Linked DNA regions of Mus musculus: all the other regions are linked to region 2. Evidence: chromatin contacts called from public HiChIP or PLAC-seq and promoter capture Hi-C data. All regions are on one chromosome and are shown on one strand. The core of a region is the stretch at or near the end of the contact, and the rest is flanking DNA. Distances in the headings are between cores, read along the strand shown.

Region 1 (3,451 bases), core at 904-3,403, 890 kb after region 2:
AAGCAGGCATAAAATCAGAGTGAGACATACAGCCAGTGGAAAGTAGTTGAACAATTAATCACCTACTTGGAAATACATCTTTGCTCACATCACAGCCCAAACTAACTCCAGGAGACTGAAAAGCTTTATTAAAAGCATTGCACCAACAGGTGAATAAAGACAGCACAAATTCTAACTGCTTGGATTCAAGTCTCCCACCCTGTGGGGATGTCCTAGCATGTTACCAAACATATCCCTTCACAGGCAGGCTTTTTCTAGTCGCTGATGTGTTTCCATATTTGAATACAATATCCGTTGAGCCCCTACAGATTCTCCTATAGGTACACGGTGGTGACGACTAAGTATCCTTGCCCTCTGCGGCCTGAAAGTCCATTGACTGGGCTGAGACCAAGGCAGCACAAGGTTCACAAAAACCTATTCGGTTCACTCTGGTGCACAGCAGACCAACAGGCAGGCATCTATCTAGCCTGGAAATGGATCTGTAAGGCGCTTCCAGGTCCTCCTTTCATCACTGTAACTACAGCACAGTATAAAAATTTAAAGCCAGAGTTGGGGAGGATTCAGATGTACCGGGTAACTGTTAGGAAAATGGCTGGCACCAGAGGACTTCGGAAAGTCTCTGGACCCCCTTAGCTCACCTCTCCTCTACACTCCCAGCCCAGGCCAACAGACCTTCAGAATCTCCTCCAGTTCTAGAGCCGAAAGCCATTTCAATTTCGGACTTCTCTGATCATCTAATCCAACTACCCACTGAAGACCTGTGCCTCTACCCAAGCTGGAAACACACAAACAGAACAGACACTAAAACAACACTGGGGTCGGGGTGGGGTGCAAAACCACTTTTTCTTCCACAGGACTATTCTGTACCTTAAGAAATAGCTACCCTTTGACCAACCACCTCTCTCCCATTTCTCATTCCTGCATGACAGGTCAATCCACTCAAAGATCTTGTCTGTCCCTGAGATCAAATTCAATGACAACCAAAGCTCTTGGTGGTAGAGGCCTTGCCTTGCTTTTTCATGTCACCCCGATAGCCCCAGGTGAGTCAGGCCAATAGGACATCATCCACAAAGTTTGTTGAATTGATGGAGGGAGGAATGACAAGAGACTGTACCAACATTGTGGCTTTCTCAGATTTTCTGCATACAGAAGAGAGCTCAGTGAACTCTAAAATCAGAGATGGGTGCAGAAGCACACCTACCAAACACCTACCAGCAGGTTCAGAAAGACCCCAAGGTGGACGCCGTACCAGGAAACTCTCCTGGGAATTGTTAGTTCCATTGTAGCAGCACTGCAAAGTGGAGCAGCTTTAAGGCAGGTGGCAAGTGTCACCCTTTTTCTGCAGGTGGGTCAAGCGCCCCTGTAAGAGTTGTGGCACTAGCAAGCTCTCTGGGGACAGCACTGTCGTTAAGGTGGGTGGAGGTGGGGCGGAGGACGTTTGTCCAGTAGCTACTGCGCTGACTGGCTGGCGGGATGGGGAAAGGGAACCTGTCCGCACGAAGGCTGACCTCTGAGGGCCCTTACTGACCAGTGAGCTCATACCTGGAAGAAGATCCGAACCCCATGGTCCAGCCAGGGTCATCGCTGACGGGGATGGGCTAACAGGGTGGCAGTTACAAGGCTAGCTCCACCAGAAAGAAACCTCCGTGGGAGGGATGTCCACGAGAGGCCAGGCAGGAGCGGGGGCGCGCGCCTAGGGCCGCGCGGAGCCTAACGTCCACACTTACTGACCCCGGGCGCGATTCCTCGGATCTGGCCTGCGAGGACCGAGGACCCGAGTCCCGGACGCCCAAGGGACACTCTGACCCCAAGACGCAACCCCGCTCCCTACTACCCCTAGCCGCGCACGTTACCTGCGGGTCCCGGGCCGGCCCGTCCATCGGGGCCGGTCCCGCCCTCCGCCATGCCTACTTGGTCCTCAGCCTCCGCCCTGACCCCGCCGCCTGTCCACCTCCGCAGCAATCCTGTCAGAGAGCAACGCTGTCAGAGAAGCACCGCCGGCGTTTCCGGCAGGTGGGCGTGTCCAGGGCTCGGCTTCCGGGGAGTATGAGCCTCCTTTTCGTACTTCCTGCTCCGGACGGAGGGTGCTGGGGTCTCCACTTCCGGCCTGGCTAACGGACTTGATTGCTGATTAGCGGGGTTGACCAAACTGCGTCTCCCGAGGCAACAGCAGCAGCTTCTGGGGAAACGCCTTTCCTCTGGGGGCGGAGGCTTATTTGCATGCCTCAGGAACTCCTGGTTGGTCGATTCTGTTCCCGCCCACTGGAGGGCGGGACGTGGGCGGGACCGTTACGGCCCAGTGGACTGTGGTCCGCTATCGCAGCGGCTGAAGGGTGTTGAGTGACGTGGGGCTGCGCTGCTGTCCTTTCTACGAGACTCCAAACGGTGCCTTCCGAGTCGGTGACTTGCAAAGTTGTGTTAGACGAAGGCAGCCCAGAATGTCTCCATGGAGCCAATAGTGTCTGTAACTTGGTCAAGGCGTGTTGACAGAGTGGCTTTCCCTCAAGCACTCCCGATTTTACATCGGTCACACTGTGTGCGTTGCGTTACGAACAGTTCTTAAGCATGGACGCTGTCGGGTCCTTTCATTCTCCTCTACACAACTTAGGGAAGGTACCTTGCAGGGGGAGGACCCCAGTGGACCGGGGGGAGACCGCGCCTTAAGGAGACAGAAGCGCCCCGCTGTCCTGTGAGATGGAGGCAAGGCCACAGTCTCCAACACCGCGGCTGTGACTTGTCTGCATCTTTGTGTGGTCATGGCACACCAGCTGGGAGCTAGCGACTATAGGTGCCCAACAAATCCTCGTGCCCAGACTGGCTCAGTTGCACAGGTCTGTGGAGCTGTGTGAGGCATCCTGGAACAGAGCCACGGGCTCTGAGGGTTTTGAGGGGAGCGGGGAGATTCCTGCAGTGGTGTTTGGTCTTGATAACACCGTTGGCACGAGGGACAGGTGACACCAATGACGCTGCAAGGCAAAGAGCCAGAGGTGGCTCAGCCTTATGGCTCTGCTCCACGGCTGCACATCCCTGGCTGGGATACCTCAAGGGTAAAACCACCCAAATGCGCATCAAAATGTGGTGTCGTGGCCATCCATATATCCTTTAAAAAGCCTCTGCCCCAGGTTACAACATGGCCAACCCTGGAGGATCTCTGCTCAGTGAAATAAGCCAGCAATAACGAACAAATAATGCACTCTTCCACACATAGGTCACTAAAGGAATCAGCTTCGGAAACAGAGTGGAATAGTAGGTGTCAGTTTGCTTCCAGAAAAGGGAGTGTCACGGGTGAGGGGACAGAGATAAAACTCCAGGCTGTCACCCTAGCCTGAGAACTTCGTTGAGACCAAAACTCAAGCAAAACTGGACTTACTGCTTTGGCTCGGGAAAAAAAAAATTTGTTAAGACTAATGGAAGCAATGTTGAGGTTTTATTTAAAATACTTTAACATTAG
Region 2 (3,332 bases), core at 609-3,108:
CTATTTTACTTGGCAACATGGCTCCCTTTCAGGGAGGCCAAGAGAAGAGGGACCCTGGGAGATGGGGCATGGGCAAGGTACTGTGTGCACTAAACTGCATGGGGGTCAGGGCTGTGATGTTTGGCCTCCCCCTCCCACTGCAGCTCTGACTTGTGAAGTCTTGGGGCTGGAGTTAGTTTGAAGCCTGAGGAGGTCTCAAGTCTTAGCATCCCTCCCAGCAGCAGGAGTGCTCGCTTGAGGCTGGGGATTGGGCAATGCACAGAGGAAGAGAGGGAGAAGAAGAGGCCTAGAACCTCAGATGTCTTGGACCCCCTCCCTCTCTCCTACGCCGGAACCACCTGGGTGTCACTTCCTGCTGTTACCAAGATGGAAGGGGACCGGACCGGAACCACCTGGGTGTCACTTCCTGCTGTTACCAAGATGGAAGGGGACCGGACCGAGAGGGCTTCATCAACAGAGCCAGCAGGTGTCCTAGGTCCACCATTGGGTTCCAGGCTCCTAGCCTGTCTGTTGCCTCGTTTGCACCCCAGATGTAAGACTTCATTAAAGGGTTCCTACTAGACTGACTGTTCAAGGGCTTTTTTTTTTTTTTTTTTTTTTTTTTTTTTGGCTTTTTCGAGACAGGGTTTCTCTGTATAGCCCTGGCTGTCCAGGAACTCACGCTGTAGACCAGACTGGCCTCGAACTCAGAAATCTGCCTGCCTCTGCCTCCCGAGTGCTGGGATTAAAGGTGTGCGCCACCACCACCTGGCTCAAGGGCCTTTTTAATTGGACAAATAGGGGTGGAAATGTAGTGGGTTGGCCCTATGTTGCTTATATTCTAATGCTAATTTGGGCCCCCCAAAACTGCCCCAAAGACAAGAAAGTCTGCACCTAAGACACTGAGGGCCGGGCGGTGGTGGCACATGCCTTTAATCCCAGAATTAGGGAGGCAGAGGCAGGCGGATTTCTGAGTTCGAGGCCAGTCTGGTCTACAGAGTGAGTTCCAGGACAGCCAGGGCTACACAGAGAAACCCTGTCTCCAAAAAAAAAAAAAAAAAAAAAAAAAAAAAGACACCGAGGGACCCTGCCCCAGTTAATTCTGATTGTTAAATAAAGATGCCAGCAGCAGCCAATAGCCGAAGAGAAGAGGCATAGGCGAGGTTTAGGTTTCCCCGGCTTGAGAGCCCGAGGAAGGGAGGAGGAAAGGAAGGAGGAGAAAGAAAGGAGCCGCCATGGAAGAAGAAGAATATGCAGGAGGGAGGAGAGCCACAGTGGGGTTGCTGAGCCGTACAAACATGGACGTGTGGGCTGGCCAAATTAGAGTTAAGAGCAGCCCAGACAGAGCATAGAAGTTAGTAAGCAGTAACCGGAGTTATCAGAAGGGAAGGGGATTCTAACAGCATGGAGGGGAGGCAGTTGCCCAGCTATTGTGCTGCCTAAGGGATATTTAAAAATATAAGGCTCTATATGCCTTTCATCTGGAAACATATATGGTCAAAAATGGGAGAGAAAAAATAAACCAGCGCAGGGATTTTTAAAACTGTTTTTACTACACTAGACCTTGCTAGAGCCACTGATGTGAGTCACGTGCCTTCTTGCCCTCCTGTCCTGCACAGAAGCTGGGAGGACAGAGGACAGCTCTCTGTGACCTAACAGGACCTTAGAGCCCAGGGTACCCTGCAAAGACGGCAGTAGGGTGAAGGCCACAGCTGACATGCATTTGGCTGAGGGGACATCCAGGAGGCCAGTGGCATGACTTTGGGTCCAGCTCTGGACTCTGACTGGCCACCACCCCTTAGCCTCACGAGCTGATGACCGTAGCTTAAGGAAGTATCCTGTGAGGCTAGTCCTGCCATTTGGGCTCTGCTGGGGGATGGTTGTGTGCACTGTGTATTCAGATGCTGATTTCTATGCCCAGACATCTGGTCCCAGTCAAGCATCTCCGGTCTCACTGTTATGTAAAAATTGTTTTCCCTCACCTCTGATTGGTTAATAAAGAGCTGATTCAGCTGATAACTGGGCAGAGGGAAGACGGAAGGCAGAATATCTGATCCTAGTGATGGGGGTCCCAAGTGAGGGAACTGAGGGAGAGAAGATGTGGAGGGACCAGGTGGAGGGACCAGGGGGAGTCACCATGAGGGGACACATGGAGTAGAACAAGTCTGAGCAAGACTCGGATTACAGCTCAAGGACCATGAGGCTGGGACCTTGTAGGGTTAGAATAAATGAACATCTGCCCAGTTAGGGCTGCCAGCTTGTTAATAAATCTATTAGGTCTCAGTGTTGTTCATTTGGGAGCTAACGTGGGCTAGAGTGGGCATAGAAACACTCAGCAGTTGTTTAGGAGCAAGGGGAAAGAAAGCCGCCTAAAATTACTTTTACAGGGCTCTCTGAAGGTGTCTCCTCCCGTGTGCTCAGCTCCAAGGCCAGGGCTATAACAACTGGCCCTGACACAGGACACAGAGCACACTTGCTTCCCCCAGCCTTAGCCTGTCCTTCCTAGGCTCTGCCTCCTCGGTCACTGTGAGGTCTGAGTCTCCATTCACAGCCTTGCTCCTGGGGCTAAGATCCTCCCTTGTCCATCTGCTGAGCTGCCCTCTGGAACCTGCGAAGCTGGCCAGGTGGTGCTGAGAGTGAACTCTCTCACTGTTGAATGACCGACCACTCCCCATCCCTGCCTGAGTTAGGATGTTCAGCCTACAGGACCCTGATTCAGCACTGAAGCATCTTCAAAGACCACCACTAATAAACTATGTCTCCACCAGTGAAATGAGCCAATCCAAGCCAGATTAGAATATATCAAAGGTGGGTTTATTGGAAAACTACTCTTGGGTGAGTTCACTGGCCCCATTGGCCAGAGGCCAGGGAGGTCAGCATAGGGAGATGAGTGAAGGAGGAAGAAGAGAAAGAGAGAGAAGTGGGGGGGAGAAGAGAGAGTAGACCAAACTGTCTGGATTATATAGGGAAAAGCCTCTGGGAAGGGCAGCCAGCCCTTGGGCTGGGAAGTTCAGGGTTGGGGGCAGGGTATGTCAGGTAGGGACTGAGGGATGCTGGGAGAACCTGGAGACCAGGTCTGCTTTGATGTGTAAAATATGCACCTCAGTCCCTTGTCCTGGGCTCCAAGACCAAACAACGAGGCCAAGGCTTTTGAAACTACACCTGCTATAAGTACTTTTTCCAATGTCTGCATCAAATATGGATGGTTTTCAGAATCACATAGTGGGCATTTAACAGTACCCACAGTCAGTTTCACCCTTTGGTTTTGTGAACTTGAGGCCATGGTTGGCTGAATCCAGTCTACTCTCACATTGAAACTTGTCTCTCTGGGCCTGTTTATTTTTTCTTCCATT
Region 3 (3,513 bases), core at 632-3,131, 510 kb after region 2:
AGCTGCCCTGTATCTCTCTTCTGAGTAGCTCAGAATGGTTTTTTACCCTGAGTCTATCTTGTCTAGAGTCTAAACTTTAGCCCCACTCACTCCCCATCAGTTAGTGTCTTCCATACCCTACCCTTCAGAAGTACCTTGCCTGGAGCCCATCCAGCTCTCATGGAGGAGGCAGGCCAGGGAGCGCTGAACAAGCAGTTGCCCTTGGGTGCGCTGGGGACTCGGCTCCTGGCTTTTCACTTTTGTCCCTTGGGATGAACCCTTCCTGCCTCCAAGCCTGAGGCCCCTTTGGCTGATGACCTGCAGAGACACACCCTCAGGGGAAATGTGACACGCTAAGGAGACAAGAGTTTGGCTCAGCACAGACAGTTTTTTTTTTTCCCCTTCTATCATAGATGCATCCCTATGTTTTCTCTTTCTGTGCCCAAGTCCAAGTTAAAAATGTGCCTTGAGCCATTTGACACAACCAAGTTGCTTTGAGGCCAAGCTGCTCAGAGGGCTAAGGGGGTCTGGTGTGCGCTAGTGCTGTTGGCTACAGATGGAATGAGGACAGTACTGCCTGGGGGAGTGGCTGTGTGGACAAAAGCAAGTGACCTTCTGGCCACATCCACCAGAGTCCTGCTCTCTAACACCCAGGAAAGAACATTGTATTGATAAATTGCTGCATGCTGTTTGAGTTCATGGAGACGTTGGCACTGAGATGCCTGTGTTCAGAATCTCTGGCAAGCCCACATGCTGTTTGAGTTCACTGAGATGTTCCTACTTCAGACCCAAGCATGCTTGTGTCAAACGTCCTCCCAGCCAACCCGAGATGGGAAACGGCCTGAGAATAGAAACACTGTGTTCTTAAGAACAGCTTAGAAGGAAAACCATTTGCAACAGAGGTTACTATTGTCTATGATATACAGAGTGTCAGACATGGAAACTGGAAGCTGGGAGTTCAGCCATGGAGAGAAAGCTCAGCAGGGAACTCCCACCGACTGCCTCAACCTCCCTGTCAGTGTCTGCTGGGCAACGTTATCTATTTACTGCTGTTCACTTGTTCCCTAGGAAGCCCGTTCACGGACAAGCTGCTCTGCTGAACTTTTGACCAAGAATTCTAGCAAGGTTGCTCCAGCATGGCTTCCCCAGTCATCTGGGTGTTGTGGATGCCCCGGTTTGATGGTGGTTTTTTGTTTTTTGTTTTGTTTTTGTCTATCAGCCGCTTCTATCCATCCACTACTTCCTGCCTGGTCTTTACTTATGCTTGCTGTGTACTTACTTAGATGCATTCATGCATTTGATATTGGATGCATTCTCCACACCACCCTGTATATGATCCCAGAGTCCTGCCTCCTGCTGCCCTGGCCTCAGACAGGCAAGATGGCCTTCCCCACCCAGACTCAAGTCTATGTGACTTCCCCTAAAGTCACTCCCAAGTCACTAGGGATAGGACGGCCCCTCGGGCCCCACCACCCCAGCCCCCACTGATATGAAAATACGAAGTATGAAAACGCCCAAATGAGAAGTGAGGCAGGAGATAGGGGGAAGGAGTCCTTGAGTGTTTGAGCTAAGTCTCAGGGGTCTGAACACTGCCCTGGGGAGAGCCCTGTGAGGTAACTCCCAGCCCAGGCAGTTAAGACCTCTCTGACAGCCAGCAAAGCCCTGAGAGTCCCCAAGGTTCCAGGGCAAGTGGAAGATAGGGTGGGGCCCTGGGCCTGAACACTTCTACCTACAGAACTCACAGCTTTTACATACGAATGCCCTCAGGCCCCTGGAGCAGGAGGGGGTTACGGGTCTGACGTTGTCCCCCACCCCCACCCTCCAACCTAACTCTGAGATGCTGCAGAGAAGCACTGGGCCACAGCTGCAGCCACCCACAGAGGAGCACTGGGGAGGCATGTGGCAAAGCAGAGCACATACTTCTGTCCGAAAATAGATTTTATCTGAAGAAGAAACAGATGGGGAGGGAGTCAGCTCCTTCTTTAATGGAAAGTGCAGGACGCACGGGGGCGGGGTGGGGGGCAGGGGGGTCTAGCCTAGTCTACTTTCCTCCTGTCCCTGAGGACAAGCTTGGAGACCCCCCCACAGACCCTGGGGCATCTAAGCAGCATAAGGCATGACCTGGCCAGCTAGGGAGGTTAGGCAGGTGTCCTGAGCTGGCTGAGGAACCTGATGTCCCTGACTCCTGCAGAGCCAGAGGATCAGGAAAGGCCTCAGCACTGACTGCAGTGACCCAACCTACCAGGCATGGTGTAGCCAAGGCCACAGGCATTAGCAGGTGAGGGCCTTCAGCAGGGCATCCTGGCTGGGCGAGGGAACAAGGGACTCCCCGGGGACGCTCTCTCCAGACTAGTCCAGGACCCTAGCTCTGCTGCCCAGGGTCATTAAGTTACAACACTGGCAAGTGAAGCACCTAGAAAGTAGCTGCTAGGGAGTCCGATCTCTACAGTCTATTCCCACCATCCCTACAGCTGCCTCTAAGGCTTCTCTGGTCCAGGCCTCCCGGCGTCGGCACCTGTGTTACCTCTCTTTTCAGCACGCAAGGGCTCAGTTTCCATGTTCCCCATGAAAACAGTCCGTTCACTTGACTAAGCCCACTCTCTTTATTCAGGATAATTATGCTTGTAAGATCAGTTTAAGCAGACTCTTTGAGACCAGCATTACCTTAGAGAGAGTCTAGGTCCTGACTCACGCTAAGGGAACATTTATTTATTCCTTCCTCTGGGGTATGCCATTGAGGCCTGGTGTGGACCACAGTAACATGTCTGCAGCAACAGAAACCACACACACACACACACACACACACACACACACACACACGCCCACTCGGCCACACCACGCCCACGCCATGCCCATGTCTTGGATGGGGAAGGAGGTCCAGAAAACTCACAGACATTTACAAAGCCTTGGATACCTATGTCTCAGCTCATGCCATATACGAAAATCTGGTCCTCCAAGTTGAGCTGGACCCTGCTTTCTGCCTGGGACACACAGGACCATACGGTTGGGAAGACCTGAGTCATGGAATGGGCATGCACATCCTTTCCTGCAAAGGTGTCTTGTGGACAGAGTGTAGAGACTAAAAGTCCTTAAGCTGCAGAAAGCATGAAAACTCAGGGGTCTCTGGGGTCTGCTGGACACGGGGCTGATGAGCAGGCTCATAGCCATGGTGAAGGCTACAACTCTAGCATCATCCTGTGAACTCCAGCCATGTCCATGAAGCCTGATCCCCACTCTTCTCAGTCAGGAGTGGGAGCTGATGGCCCTCAAGAGAGGCCCAGCTTCAGGCCCCATTGTCAGAGATGATGCCCCTTGAACCCAGCAGGACCACAGAGACCGAACCTCTGCAGAAGATACGGTTACACTGGAACCCTCGGTCAATTCCAGAGCAAGGCTGCCCTGGGCCCTACCTCCACCCCCACGGCTGCCCCAGAATTGCTGGAGTCGAGGAAAGGGTGGACTTCTTGCTTTGCACCTGCCTTTTATCAGCAGCCACAGGACCGTTGGAGACCCTGAGGACATGGATGGACCTCA

The links. Promoter capture Hi-C pulls out the DNA fragments that hold promoters and counts their contacts. HiChIP or PLAC-seq counts read pairs in DNA pulled down with a chosen protein or histone mark.
Region 1: a promoter capture Hi-C map of embryonic stem cells shows a contact between it and region 2, with 5 times the contacts expected there. The contact joins the promoter of Asb1 here to the enhancer-like site in region 2. A contact is called at or near these places in 5 of 39 promoter capture datasets (the C10 cell line, cranial neural crest, embryonic stem cells and 2 more), 4 of 484 Hi-C or Micro-C datasets (the N1E-115 cell line and embryonic stem cells), 10 of 115 datasets of contacts at active chromatin or transcription factors (embryonic forebrain, embryonic hindbrain, embryonic stem cells and 5 more) and 1 of 9 other capture datasets (embryonic stem cells).
Region 3: a contact with region 2 is called in an H3K27ac HiChIP or PLAC-seq map of embryonic stem cells, with 3 times the contacts expected there. The contact joins two enhancer-like sites. A contact is called at or near these places in 2 of 15 datasets of contacts at CTCF or cohesin (pro-B cells and stem cell-derived epiblast-like cells), 16 of 484 Hi-C or Micro-C datasets (CD4 T cells, CD8 T cells, the G1E-ER4 cell line and 7 more), 12 of 115 datasets of contacts at active chromatin or transcription factors (astrocytes, embryonic stem cells, epiblast stem cells and 1 more) and 1 of 9 other capture datasets (embryonic stem cells).

What each region holds. Positions count from the first base shown.
Region 1 is chr1:91,539,267-91,542,717 of GRCm38.p6, reverse strand. Asb1 (ankyrin repeat and SOCS box-containing 1) reads right to left here and starts at 2,153. Exons shown (of 5, transcript NM_001039126.2): 1 at 1,854-2,153. The coding sequence starts at 1,905.
Region 2 is chr1:92,430,882-92,434,213 of GRCm38.p6, reverse strand. No RefSeq gene overlaps it. Among named protein-coding and RNA genes, the nearest start is that of Mir6900, 32 kb to the left of the region's middle. Within about 2 kb of position 1,858, at least 23 of the 459 cell types and tissues checked have an H3K27ac peak or open chromatin away from gene starts, as enhancers often do. A contact at or near this core is called in embryonic stem cells, epiblast stem cells and hippocampal neurons, where this site is marked.
Region 3 is chr1:91,918,604-91,922,116 of GRCm38.p6, reverse strand. No RefSeq gene overlaps it. Among named protein-coding and RNA genes, the nearest start is that of Gm46242, 41 kb to the right of the region's middle. Within about 2 kb of position 1,881, at least 35 of the 459 cell types and tissues checked have an H3K27ac peak or open chromatin away from gene starts, as enhancers often do. A contact at or near this core is called in embryonic stem cells, where this site is marked.